3 separate regions of the Mus musculus genome follow, and regions 2 and 3 are each linked to region 1. The links are chromatin contacts, called in public Hi-C and promoter capture Hi-C maps. All regions are on one chromosome and are shown on one strand. The core of a region is the stretch at or near the end of the contact, and the rest is flanking DNA. Distances in the headings are between cores, read along the strand shown.

Evidence for each region. Promoter capture Hi-C pulls out the DNA fragments that hold promoters and counts their contacts. A called contact is a pair of places that touch in the nucleus more often than the background predicts.
Region 2: a contact with region 1 is called in a promoter capture Hi-C map of the HPC-7 cell line. The contact joins the enhancer-like site here to the promoter of Col8a1 in region 1. A contact is called at or near these places in 10 of 39 promoter capture datasets (the 3T3-L1 cell line, 3T3-L1-derived adipocytes, the HPC-7 cell line and 6 more).
Region 3: a contact with region 1 is called in a Hi-C map of adipose-derived mesenchymal stem cells, with 2.1 times the contacts expected there. The contact joins the enhancer-like site here to the promoter of Col8a1 in region 1. A contact is called at or near these places in 13 of 39 promoter capture datasets (the 3T3-L1 cell line, 3T3-L1-derived adipocytes, the HPC-7 cell line and 8 more), 6 of 484 Hi-C or Micro-C datasets (adipose-derived mesenchymal stem cells, embryonic fibroblasts, uterus and 1 more), 1 of 115 datasets of contacts at active chromatin or transcription factors (embryonic fibroblasts) and 3 of 9 other capture datasets (adipose tissue, embryonic stem cells and pancreatic islet).

The regions. Positions count from the first base shown.
Region 1 is chr16:57,752,901-57,756,853 of GRCm38.p6, reverse strand. It overlaps Col8a1 (collagen, type VIII, alpha 1), which reads left to right and starts at 2,117. Exons shown (of 4, transcript NM_007739.2): 1 at 2,117-2,214.
Region 2 is chr16:58,192,082-58,196,034 of GRCm38.p6, reverse strand. No RefSeq gene overlaps it. Among named protein-coding and RNA genes, the nearest start is that of Gm41463, 45 kb to the right of the region's middle. Within about 2 kb of position 1,679, at least 5 of the 459 cell types and tissues checked have an H3K27ac peak or open chromatin away from gene starts, as enhancers often do. A contact at or near this core is called in the HPC-7 cell line, where this site is marked.
Region 3 is chr16:58,150,322-58,154,274 of GRCm38.p6, reverse strand. No RefSeq gene overlaps it. Among named protein-coding and RNA genes, the nearest start is that of Gm41463, 3.6 kb to the right of the region's middle. Within about 2 kb of position 2,109, at least 3 of the 459 cell types and tissues checked have an H3K27ac peak or open chromatin away from gene starts, as enhancers often do. A contact at or near this core is called in adipose-derived mesenchymal stem cells, where this site is marked.

The DNA.
Region 1 (3,953 bases), core at 868-3,367:
CAATTTATTCCATTGGGCCAGGTGACATTTACTGAGCATTTATATTTTCCTGGCTAGTAAACCAATAGGTATGGCTTGTTAGAGCCAGTGACTTTCCTGAATAAAGCTGATTAGGAGGTCCAGGGAAACACACACACACACACACACACACACACACACACACTTATATATATGCATTAGATAGATGATAGATAGATATAGATAGATAGATAGATAGATAGATAGATAGATAGATAGATAGATAGATAGATGATAGAAGGTAGATAGATATAGATATATACCCACACACATATATATGTATATACACGCACACACATATGATGTCAAATTTGTATCTTGATGAAAATTAAAATGTTTCCATTTTGTCTAATGACTCTTCACCATCCTCCCTCTCTGAATCGCATCGGTTTTTGCATGTTGACTTCCAAGCCTATCCATTCGAGCTAAGCTTGGAATTCTTACAAAGGAACCATCAGTTGAGGCTCTGGGCTCTCCAGGCAGACAGATGGGAGTGAGTCTGTAAAAAACTAAGTCCAGTGTAAACTTAGCACATGTGGTGGCAGGTATTATTATTATCCCAGTGGCACGCACTACTATTTTCTTAATAGATTCTTTGAAAATTCTTTTTTATACTGTGGACCTTTACTAGGCCAGTGGCTCTTTCTTAGTGGAGAGGTTTTTTGCCCTTCAGTATCCTATGGCTAAGTCCAAGGCCATTTTTTTTCCACACCTAGCAGAAGGAGACTGCTGGGCTAGTGGTCCTCTGGCATCCTGTGGAGGAGAGGCTGAGGGATACTACTGAACAGTTTTCAAGCCCCTGCGCGGGTCCTCAGAACAATGCACACTCTCCAGGCACACTAAGGAGTGCAGGAGTTTTTAAACTGCCTAGCTTAGCCTGTTGCCAGCTTGAGCTAGCTAGAAAACAAGACAGAAAACAGCACAGCATGGCTTAAGATCGTGTGTGTGTGTGTGTGTGTGTGTGTGTGTGTGTGTGTGTGTGTGTGTACTCGGTGAGCAAGGTCATTCCCTCTTCTCCAAGGCATCTATCCGACTCCCATTTCCCATCTCTGAGTCTCAAGTCCTCCTTTCAAATGCTTTGATTTCTTTGGTGGCAAAACTGTAGCTTGGGCTGGGAAGTGAGTCACCGCTCAGCAGCGAAAGGACCTTATTTTTCTTTCTCTGAATACATTTTTTAATAACTTCAGCATGACCCTTCGCACTTGTTGGTTAAATCCTCTCTATGCCTACGACAAGTGGAGAGAGCTATGACACCGAACATTTTTCAGTTGCTAGCTAGGAGAGATTTTTTTTTTAATACCGAAAATAACCAGAGGACAGCGAGCCCTAGCATCCTGTGTTACATAAGCAGATGTTGATGCTGAAGGGACGAGCTGGTGCGGAGCTGTCTCCGCAGATGGACCTCACAGCTGCTCCAGCCTCTGGAGCTGCCTGGATGTTGCACGCTTAGAACTGTCTGTGGAAGGAGGCTGGCAGGAGTGAGGTGGGGTGGGCCAGGCTGCAGCAGTCAGCTCCCAGAGGCAGGGCGCCTGGGGCTCCCTGGGACGATCCCCTCCCACCACTGTCTGGGCTCACCGGGCTTGTCCTCCACCCTTTTCCAGAAGCCCATCTTCCTCGCCTCTACCTCGCTTCCAAACCCGTCAGTTCTCTTGGGCGGTTACTTGGCTTTTCGATCACAGAGAAAACACCTTTGTTATTGACAGTCGCCCAGGTTCCTCTCGCTGCCAAAAATGTCACACAAAACCGAAAAATAATCCAGTACCCATTTCATCTTCCAGAATCAAATCCCTATCTCTCTCTCTTCCCCTACCTTTACTTTAGCTTCCCGTCCCCAAGCCCCATTCATTTCTTCCCCAACCTTTCCCTTCTGTGGTCTCTGCCTTTCTCTACTCTCCCTCATTCGTCTCCACTCCTGTCTATTTACTCCGCCGCCCTCCAAAGTCCCTGGCTCTCCCCACTCCTAAAAACTCGGGCTCTACCCTTTCTGCCCCTCCCCAGACAAGTGTCCAGCTCCACGGGGGCAGCCCGCCCGCCGCCCCCGCTCAATCCCTGCCCACCTACTGTGAGGAACAGCTCCGCCCACCTGTCCATAAAAGCCAAGTGCAAGTTACCCGCAGAGCACAGAGGATCAGAGCCCTTCCACGGTCCTCTCCGTGGGAGCCCGAGTCCCTGTCTCCCAGATCTGACGTGCTCAAGGTAAGATAACCCTTGTCAGGGCTGCTGACTTGCAGGGGGTTGCTGCCTGGAGTGAGTCCCTGCTGGTCAACGCCTTTTACTTAGAGTTGATTCATAAGGATGCTGTAATGAACAGTGAGCTTCTTAACTAGCAACTGGTTTGAAAACAAACTTCTGTTTGAACAGTAAAATAAAAATTCCTTTTTGGCAGAAACAACAGCATTTCTATTACAAAAATCTTTTCTCTTTTTAAGTCACACTGCCCCCCCTCCCCGCGTGCCCCGTCTGTCTGACTGCTTCTGAGGTTAAATGTATCTGTTTGCGGTATTATGCTTGTGTTTTTAATTGTAAATAGTTCACATATCAGTAAGGGCAGGGGAATCTGTCCCATTGTCAAAAAAAAATGCACTTTAAAGGAGCACAATTACTTCTCTAAAAATAGCACAGTCAAAAGGTCGGCTGCTGATTTTGTGATGTTTTCCAAACCCCCAAGACAACTTCTGTGAGTCCTTTAAGAAGTATCTTTCCAGGTTTAACTGCTCGGAAAAAATGATGTGAACGAGTGCCCTTTGCCCGGGGACAGTAATCAGGTGACTGGAAGATAGGAAAGTACAAATCCCAGTTTACAAGCTGGGGCAGGATGAGCCACTGCTGGGCTACCTTTCCAGTACAGCCTAAAAGGAGTCTTGTGTGGAGACTGAGAGTGTATGAGAACTCTGTGATGCCTATACACACCTCAAACACGAAGTGTTTCAATATGTTTCTCAGAAAGCACGCCGGTCAGATTGCACAATTCTTCTGTGTACAACTGACTGATGTATAGCGAGATCAGCCAGAAAGACTTCAGATGGAAGGTTTTCATCCTCACCGTCCCCTCTGCCCTCCTCAAGCGAGTGCCTGGTTATTGACTGACTCCCCCAGAGCTCTGCAGTGGGGAAGAGACCTTGGATGTGTGTAGGGGTGGTTTGGGGAAGTGGTTGTGGTAGGTGGGTTGGGGGTTGATCTGTTCTTCTTCTCCAGAGTGCTGTGCACCTGTGTGAGGAGAAGCAAACCTGACAGCTACTTTGGAAAAATAAATAAAAATCAGACTCTTGTGCCATCAAGTTTGCTACCATATTCTGTGGGTTTTGTGGGATGAAAGGCTCTCATGTGGGAGAAAAGCCCTCTTCAAATGTTCCATCTGGGCAACTGCAGAAGCTGCTCTTGGAGGAGACAAGCCCAGGCTGCCAGTCAAGAAACCAAAGCAGCGCTTTAGTCCTTAAGGTTCTTAAGGGGAGAGAGCCATTCACATCTTCATGCCTGTTGGTTGTGTGCTGTTTCAAATGGGAAATTTCACTGTAGGTCTAAAACTGAAATAAATCACACACTTAGACAAGTGGCTTGGGCTTTTCCAAATTCTCTTTATCTTTTATATATCAAAAGAAATGTAAAAATATTAAACACTGTTTAGCATGAAAGGGCTAGCATAAAATTATTCAAGTTACTTATGAACCATTTCCCCCACGTTGCAGTTTTTCCCCCCAGTGGAAAAATACTGCAGAGAATGTGGTTTCCTTTCAGAAAATGATATAAAATTACTATTGGCCAATATAATATGTGACCTGTGCATCTTCAAATCCCCTTATCTCCATCCACAGTGCAGTCTGCTGGCTCTCTAGCTAACAAGAGTAATGAGCCATGGAAGGTGCAGGTATGAAACAAGGCCAACCCAAATGTTGGGTTCATTCAAGTTAATTCCTCCTTTAAGGTAATACTTGAGT
Region 2 (3,953 bases), core at 430-2,929, 440 kb before region 1:
TCTTAAAACTTTAAGATGGGCACATTCCCAGTAGCTTAAAATCAAATGTTTATTGCCCAAAGACATTCAGAGTAATAGGCCCCAGTTCACAGCACACATTAACAAGCTCTTCAGAAGTTTTCAGCTTAAAACAGGATCTTCAACATGGGTCACAATGATAATCTAAATGTGGGGTGCAAGCAAGTTAGCAAAAAACAAGCAAGCAAGCAAAAACAAACAAACAAACAACAACAAACCCAAAAGAATAAAAACAAACAGCAAAAATCCTCCAAAACTTAGCAAAGATATAGTTAATAAAAGAAAAATCTTCAAGTAAAATTTCTTCATTTGTTTTCTATCTGTGCACATGGCACTCACATGATCTTTATCTTTTTTTTTAAGATTTATTTATTACATGTAAGTACACTGTAGCTGTCTTCAGACACACCAGAAGAGGGCGTCAGATTTCATTACAGATGGTTGTGAGCCACCATGTGGTTGCTGGGATTTGAACTCTGGACCTTCAGAAGAACAGTTGGGTGCTCTTACCCACTGAGCCATCTCACCAGCCCGGATCTTTATTTTTTTAACAGGGAGCACATGTACAGATCATTTCTTACCCAGGAGAAAGGGAATAGCCCATGGTCATAGGAAGAACAGGAAGCACTGGAAGGCCAGGGCCTAACTTTTCTTTGTTTACATCCAGAAATAGACAAAAGCTTCCCAAGCTCACTTCCATTAACTGTGAAGTAGGATAATTTTATAGACCCTGCCTATCTTGTAGTGTTTTGGTGGCCTTTTGCCAAATAACTTTATAAACAGAAGGTTTTGGCCTTGCCCCCTCCATAAATCATGAAACTTTATAGCTGACGAGGCAATCCCCTTGATTACAAATTTCTCTTTTACCAGGCTATTGCAAAGATCTCAAAGATCATCTATATACGGTGACAATGCTCCTCTAGCAGGACAGGCCATTATCATGTCCAGGCAGTTCTAAATAAAGGCCTAAGTTGAGACATAAGGCAAGTTCAAGGAAGTACTATTAATGTCGTTCTGTATTGTAGTGATTGGTGTACTCAATTTATTTCCCAAAGAGATGATAAATTCCTGAATGTTAGAAACCATGTCTTGTATAATATTCTCATATTCCCACTATTGGCAGCAGTTATGAGCTCAATAAAGATTAGTTATATGAATCAGTGCAAGTAGGGAGGTAGGCTGCGGAGCTGTATCACTACATATATAAACACTACATAAATCTTCCAGGCCATATATACAGTTCCCTTGCTTCTCCATGTCTCTGCTTTTGGAATGTCCATATTATGAAACTAGATTAGTTTTCTTGGGCCATGTTCCTTATTCCCTGGTGTCATGCTTACCCTCCCATAAATATTTCCAAAGACATTCCAGAAAGATATGCACACCTCAATTTTCCTAAGAAAAGTATACTTGCTGTAAATGTTTTGGCAAAGTTAGCTCCATTTCTTGAAGTCTGTGGAAGACATGGTATAACGATATAGCTTCATTTATTCCTTGATCTTAGGCATGCTGCAATGGCTTCTGCTAGGTTTTTTTAGTAAAGGCAGAGAGTAAAATTGCCCAGAACACTAGAAAACTCATCACAGACATGTACTCCCAGGTTATTTCCTGACCTCATTTCTGAGAGCGGTTAAGCTGTGACAAGGTTGTTACAGATACAGGAAACAGCTGCAGAACACACTGTCCGAAAATCAGCCTCTTGTTGTCTTAAGCCAAACTTGTTATCTCTTCTGAATGTAAGCATTTTGATCAATGTCATTGTCAAGTACATTCCAAACACAGTGTTAATTTCAAAACATGACTAGACAAGAATATTGAGCTTGCCCAAGTGCTGAGAACACCTGGCCTTGTTTCACAACTTGATATAAAATACAAATAGGACTATTTGATCATAACTCAATATAGTCTTATCCCTTTAAGTGTGTGGTGACCAGGAGACAAAACATCAAATAAGCTTACATAGCTAGACTTTTCCATTTCACGTGAGTTTTGTTTTGGGGTTGTGATGATTTGTTCTTGGAATTATGACATATCAGACCAAATTCGTATCTCAGAAGTTAGGAGGAGGTGAGGAGTCGGCTACTAGCTACTATGTTTGTCGGTAATAAACTCATATGTTGGACAAACCATTTTATCCGTTAAGATTAATATTCTTATCAGTGAAGATAGTTGAACTGAATTTCGGATACTTTTCCAGCTATCACATTCTTTAGTTCTAATCACTTATAATACAAAATAACACAAGGCAAACTTGCCTGCTTCATCTAGTAAGTTCAAGAGGGGCTGAGAAGTACTGAATGCCAGAAGCAGTTACTCGATTCCTTACATAAAGAAAGGACAATTTTTTTCCCCATGAATTAAAGTGAAGTTCCAGGCTCAAAATTACAAGGTAAATAACAATTCCCTTTAGGTATTTATCTATTATCCCAGAGTTGGACACAAATGTTCAGAGCTAAAATTAAAAGGACACTTGGGATGTCTGTGTTTATAAGGCTGGTTAATGGATGTTTTTGTACCCAGACTACTTTTTATTTATTTATAATTTTTTTGTGTTTTATTATTTGTCAAAATTTATTTTTATATATGCATATATGCCTGCTTGTCTGTGTATCCACCAGTTATGTGCTTGTCTCTATAGAGGTCAGAAAGGGTGTAGGGACAGTAGAATAACAGTGTTAAGTAGTACTAAGCATCCTGGCTGGTATGGGTGCTGGAAACTGAACCTGAGTCCTTTGCAGGAACAGTATGTCCTTCTCATTGTTGATCCACCTCTCTAGTCTAGTATTTTAAAACATAACAAACATCCATTTTACTTTAAACTTGGCAGTGGTTATCTGTAAATGAGAGTAGAAAATTAAACCACACCAGAATAACTAAGGCTAAGCAGGAAGAAGTAGAGCCTTCTTTCCCTGGTGGGGAGTTTCTTGGGAAAATCCTTTCCTTGAATGAAGGGATCCAAGCCCAGCAATCCTAGATTAGCATCACAGAGATTCTGACATATCTGTGTGACAAACCCAAAGGCAGAGGTTGTGTAGAACTCTCAGTTTCAAACTGCCATGCCTCCGGAAATGAGAGGTAGAAGGTCTGGGCAAGGGAGCAGGAGTGAAGCAAGGTTCATGCTGAACTTTGTCATGTGACAATGCCTCCAAAGTCCTTGTAGTCAGGACAACCTAGAATCAAGAGGCTGTGGGGCACAAGATTATAGAATGGCACATATGGGGCTTGAAAATTTCAAGTTTGGATGAATCTCCTGGGGCTGAAACTGTGTAGTTAAAAGACTATAAAAGTTCTGTGAACAACTTGCTTCTGAGTCCTCTAGAGAGGCACACAGCAGACATCATCTCACAGAGAAGGCCCCTCATCTACCCACAGCTCTCCACTTCTCTCTTTTTCCTAAGTGGAAGGGATTCAGAAAAGGCATGAGGAAGAAAGGATGGCATCCTCCATGACCTTCTCCATCCATATGCTTCAGGATGATGCTAATGGCCTAGGGAGACTTGGACAATAGAGGATGTGGGGCTAATGGTCAGAGAAATGAATACGTTTTATCTATTTATGAATTTGACTCCTTGGTAGCTTAGTGTAGCTTAAAACCCATGGGAAATGAGGACAGTTTCAGAAAGAGGTAGTGAGGGGAGGGCCCTGGTGGCTGTTAAAATTAAAATTCGGGGTTGGAGAGATGCTTTAGTAGCTGGCAGGGCTTACATGTCTTGCAGAGGACCCAGGTTCACTTCCCAGCACTGACACAATCAGGTGGCTTCCAGCTGCCTGGAACTTTAGTTCCTGGGGATCTGACACTCCCTGGCTTTCTGAGGTGCCTTAATGAAAATGGTACACATAAAACTCAAACACAGAGAGGATAGGGATCCGCCCAGCGCGGGAGCGCTTTGCATGAGCATCGCAGCAAACATCTTGGTTCCGGGACCCCGCCGAGT
Region 3 (3,953 bases), core at 860-3,359, 400 kb before region 1:
CCTCCCAGGAAGAGATTTCACACACTTCTGACATCTTATGGTATTTCCTTGCAGTGCACGATGGAGCCGGCCACTGTGATTCTAGTACTGTGCACTACATAATGCAGATCATTTAGGATTATGTTGTATTTCTATCAATTTGAATCTATTTTTAACCATTCTCTTCCTCTTTTGAGCGTCTTTTTCTCTCTGCCTCTGTCTCTGTCTCTCTCTGTGTGTTTGTGTGTGTGTGACTTTTTCTCTGTACACGTGGGCCCTGGCACAGTGAGTGTTTCTATCTCTTTCTTTTCTCTCTGTCTCTCTCTTTCTGTCTGTCGTCTCTGTCCCTGTCTCTGTCTCTTTCTCTGTATGTGTGTGTCTCCTTTCCAAAATTCTTTAGGAATTTTGTGCAATATGTTTTAGTCATAGTTACCATCCCCCAACTCTTTCCGGTTAGCCCTTGTTTCCCTACTAAACACATCTAGTCCAATGTGTGTCACCCAAAACTCTTGCCCCATTGAGTGGATGACTTGTCAGCTGCCACACCCTTTAAAAAATGATTACGATCAATTACCAATAGCTAGAGGTGGGATTTTGTTCATAGATATCCCCTCCTCCATGTTGGAATTTTGTCTGGCTTGAGCTTGGGCAGATATTGTGCCTGTCCTTTTGGTTTGGAGAATATTGTTTCTCTGTAGTTATCCACTACAGTAATGGGTGTTCTTATGACATTTTTCTAATACCTTTTTTGTTTTATCCTTCTTTGCCCAATCCTTTTCCTCATTGCTTTGCTACTCCCCCCGACCCCGCCCAGCCAGCCCCTGTCTTTATAGCCTTCTGTCCTCAGTATTCTCTTCCCACGTTCATGTCATATGCATTCTAGGATCATCACAACATTCATTCTTCAGACGTCATTTCACTCTACCACGGTCCCCTTCCTAGTTTCATGACCTATTTCCATGTTCTTTCTCACTTGATTGCATGTACATAAAAATCCAAGGATAAGATCTGCATGTGAGAGGGAACATGTGGTGTTTGTCTTACTGAGCCGGAGTTACCTCACTTAATATAATATTTTCCAGTTCCATTAATTTTCCTGAAGATTTCTTAATGCCATGAAAAAAAAAGCACATGATGTTTTAAATGGAGCATTCACTTCAGTTCTGTGTCAAGTCAGATTGTCTTTGTCATTTTTGTTAGAAGAGATGGGACAGAATAGAATTTGTGGGTTTTTTTTAACACTTATTTTATAAAGCTATTTACTCAATCCGTTCCCTGAATCTTAGAAAAAGCCACTTAATATATTTATATTTTGTTGTGTGTAATTCAGAATTTTACAAAACTGGATTATATTCCAATGTTCAAAGATAAGTGGTCATAAGAAAATGTAGTATAAATATCAATAATGATATTTTATCCATAGTATATTATATACAGAGAACTATTTTGATGGGCTGGATGATTTAAAGGCAAATCTAACCTACAGCACTGGCAAGCCCTCTCTGTCAGGGTAAGCTTTCCATTGTGATAGTAAAATTTTTCACAGATGCAAAATATCTAAAAACGACTTGAAGATAGGGTAAATAAAAAACCACCAAGGGAAGTAAAATTTCCCTTAAAGGTGACCCTCATTTCTCAAGGTTCTGTAAGGACAGAACTGTGAGAAGAATCCCTGAGACTTAGCATTAGACATTGCCCCAGTGGCATCCTAATGAACTCCACAAATATGGAAGAGATTCATCTTTTGCAGAAAGGAAATTAATTTTGTATTTATTGCTCATGTGGTATTATTCCAAGCAAAATTATGCCCCTACTAATATGGTTTAAGCCAAATATTCTGTGCATCCCCAAATTTGGAAGCAGCTGTTGACCAATCATTAAATCAAGTCCCTCTGATTATTTAAAGAGTGCACAATATGACTTTTGGGTCTTCGTTTCTTAAGTTGTGTAGTTCCCCCCTCCCAGCTTGCCTTTGCTTTCAGTTCTTTAATCATCTTCTGGATCATCTCTAAAGTGTTCCAGTCTTTCATGAGTAAGTCTACTTGAAAAAGCCCTCCAGCTGCTAAGAAACACATCAGGCTCTGTGTTTATGTGTCATAGTTTTTTCAGGGTCATGATATATATTTCTTTGTAGCTTCTAGGCAGCAGGACAAAGCAAGGATGATGCTATCACAGGAGTATTTGTGCTTTATTCTTACTTTTAAATGTTTGTGTGATAGCGTGGTTTACCAGTGAGTCAGATTCCTTAGCTAAGAGTAAAAACTAGACACAGGGATGGGAGCTTCATTCCATTCAAGTCTAGAGATTCTGCACTGCCAGGTTTCACTCAGCTTTAACAATCTTAACTGCTAGATAGCATTTGTCTGACCACTTCCAAAAATATATCTGTTTTTTTTCTCTGAGATTTCTTATCTTGAATATAATGTAGGCTTCTTATTTGTTAGCCTAATTAGATATAATATACATCTATTGAGAGCTTACAAACACAAGAAAGTGTAAATGAAGGAAATCTGAATGCTACTAGAGGTTGGAATCTAGCAGGAGAGGTAAATGTGAGTGAAAATGATTCTAATGCACATTGGTAATAAATTATTGCAGATAAAAGTTAAGGGGATCTTACAGGAAATGAGCAAAATGGAGGAAATATCTTTAACTATTAAGACAGAAGATATTCCCTCTTTGCATAAGCAACAGACTGGCCTAAATTCTGAAAAGGGACAATAAACTAAAACTTAATATTCAGTTTATTTGACACAGAATTTCAATATAGTGAAAAAATCTGTGAAATCAGGAAATATATGTATAACATGTATCATATATATATATATGTATATGTATATATATAATCTCTATGTGTTATATATCGATAGATAGATAGATAGATAGATAGATAGATAGCCAGCCAAACAGACAGACAGACAGATAGAAATAGAGATATTACATATGTAGTAGTTAGTGACTGGAAATGTGGCTAGTAAATTTATACATTTTATAGATCCTGGGAAATCTCTGTCATTTTTAGAGTGAGAATGTGATGAACAGGGTTGAATTTTAATAAGATTGATATGATATTCATGAATAAAATTTACTCATATAAAATTGTTTGGAAAACAAATAATTTAGGAATAATTTAACAAAAGTTTAAGAAACGAGGAAGGACAGACTGTTTTAGAAGAAATTATACAATTTCGTTGGTGTGGAGGGTAGCATTCAGGGACAACTCCAAAGCTGAGTGTAGGTTGCAAACAGATACACACTTAAAGAAACAGAAGACCAAGGGGCAAGAGGCTCCTTTGGATCATATGAGTCAAAGCCAGATTTTACATAGATGGTGAGTCAGAATCATAAAGGACTCTGTAAATATTTTTCTAAACTTTGACAACTCTGAGAAAGATAAAGCTAGGTCATTAACTTGAGACATGGAGTGTGAAAATGATTTTGAACTATGGTAGATTTTGTTTGTGGGAAACACAATGTCCACAGAGTACAAGGGGACAACCACACAATACAGAGGACAACCAAGGACTTCAAAATAGCTGTCCCAGCCACATTAAAGACTTTCAGGAAAAGAGACAAAAAGAAGTGAACAACAGAAAATATCAACCAAGACATGAAACTAACTAATCACCAACTCACATTAGAATTGAAAATTTTAAGAAAGGATATATTACTTATAAGGATATTAATACTTGGCATTACATAAAGATGGTCAATAACATAAAAGACTCTGCAAACTTGAGGATGGATTAACAGAGATTATCAAAAATGATTCACCCCAGATAAAGAGAGAAAGTATTGGTAAACACTGAAGAGAAAGGTGTACAGTAACACTGAAGGAGGAAAAACCACTTAAAGCTTAGGATGGATTCAAAGCTTTCAAGTCCGAGAAGCGCAGCAAATCTCAAGAAAGAAAGATGCCAAACAAGTGTATTGGATGGAGTAGAATTACATAGAATAAAACAATTATTAGTTAT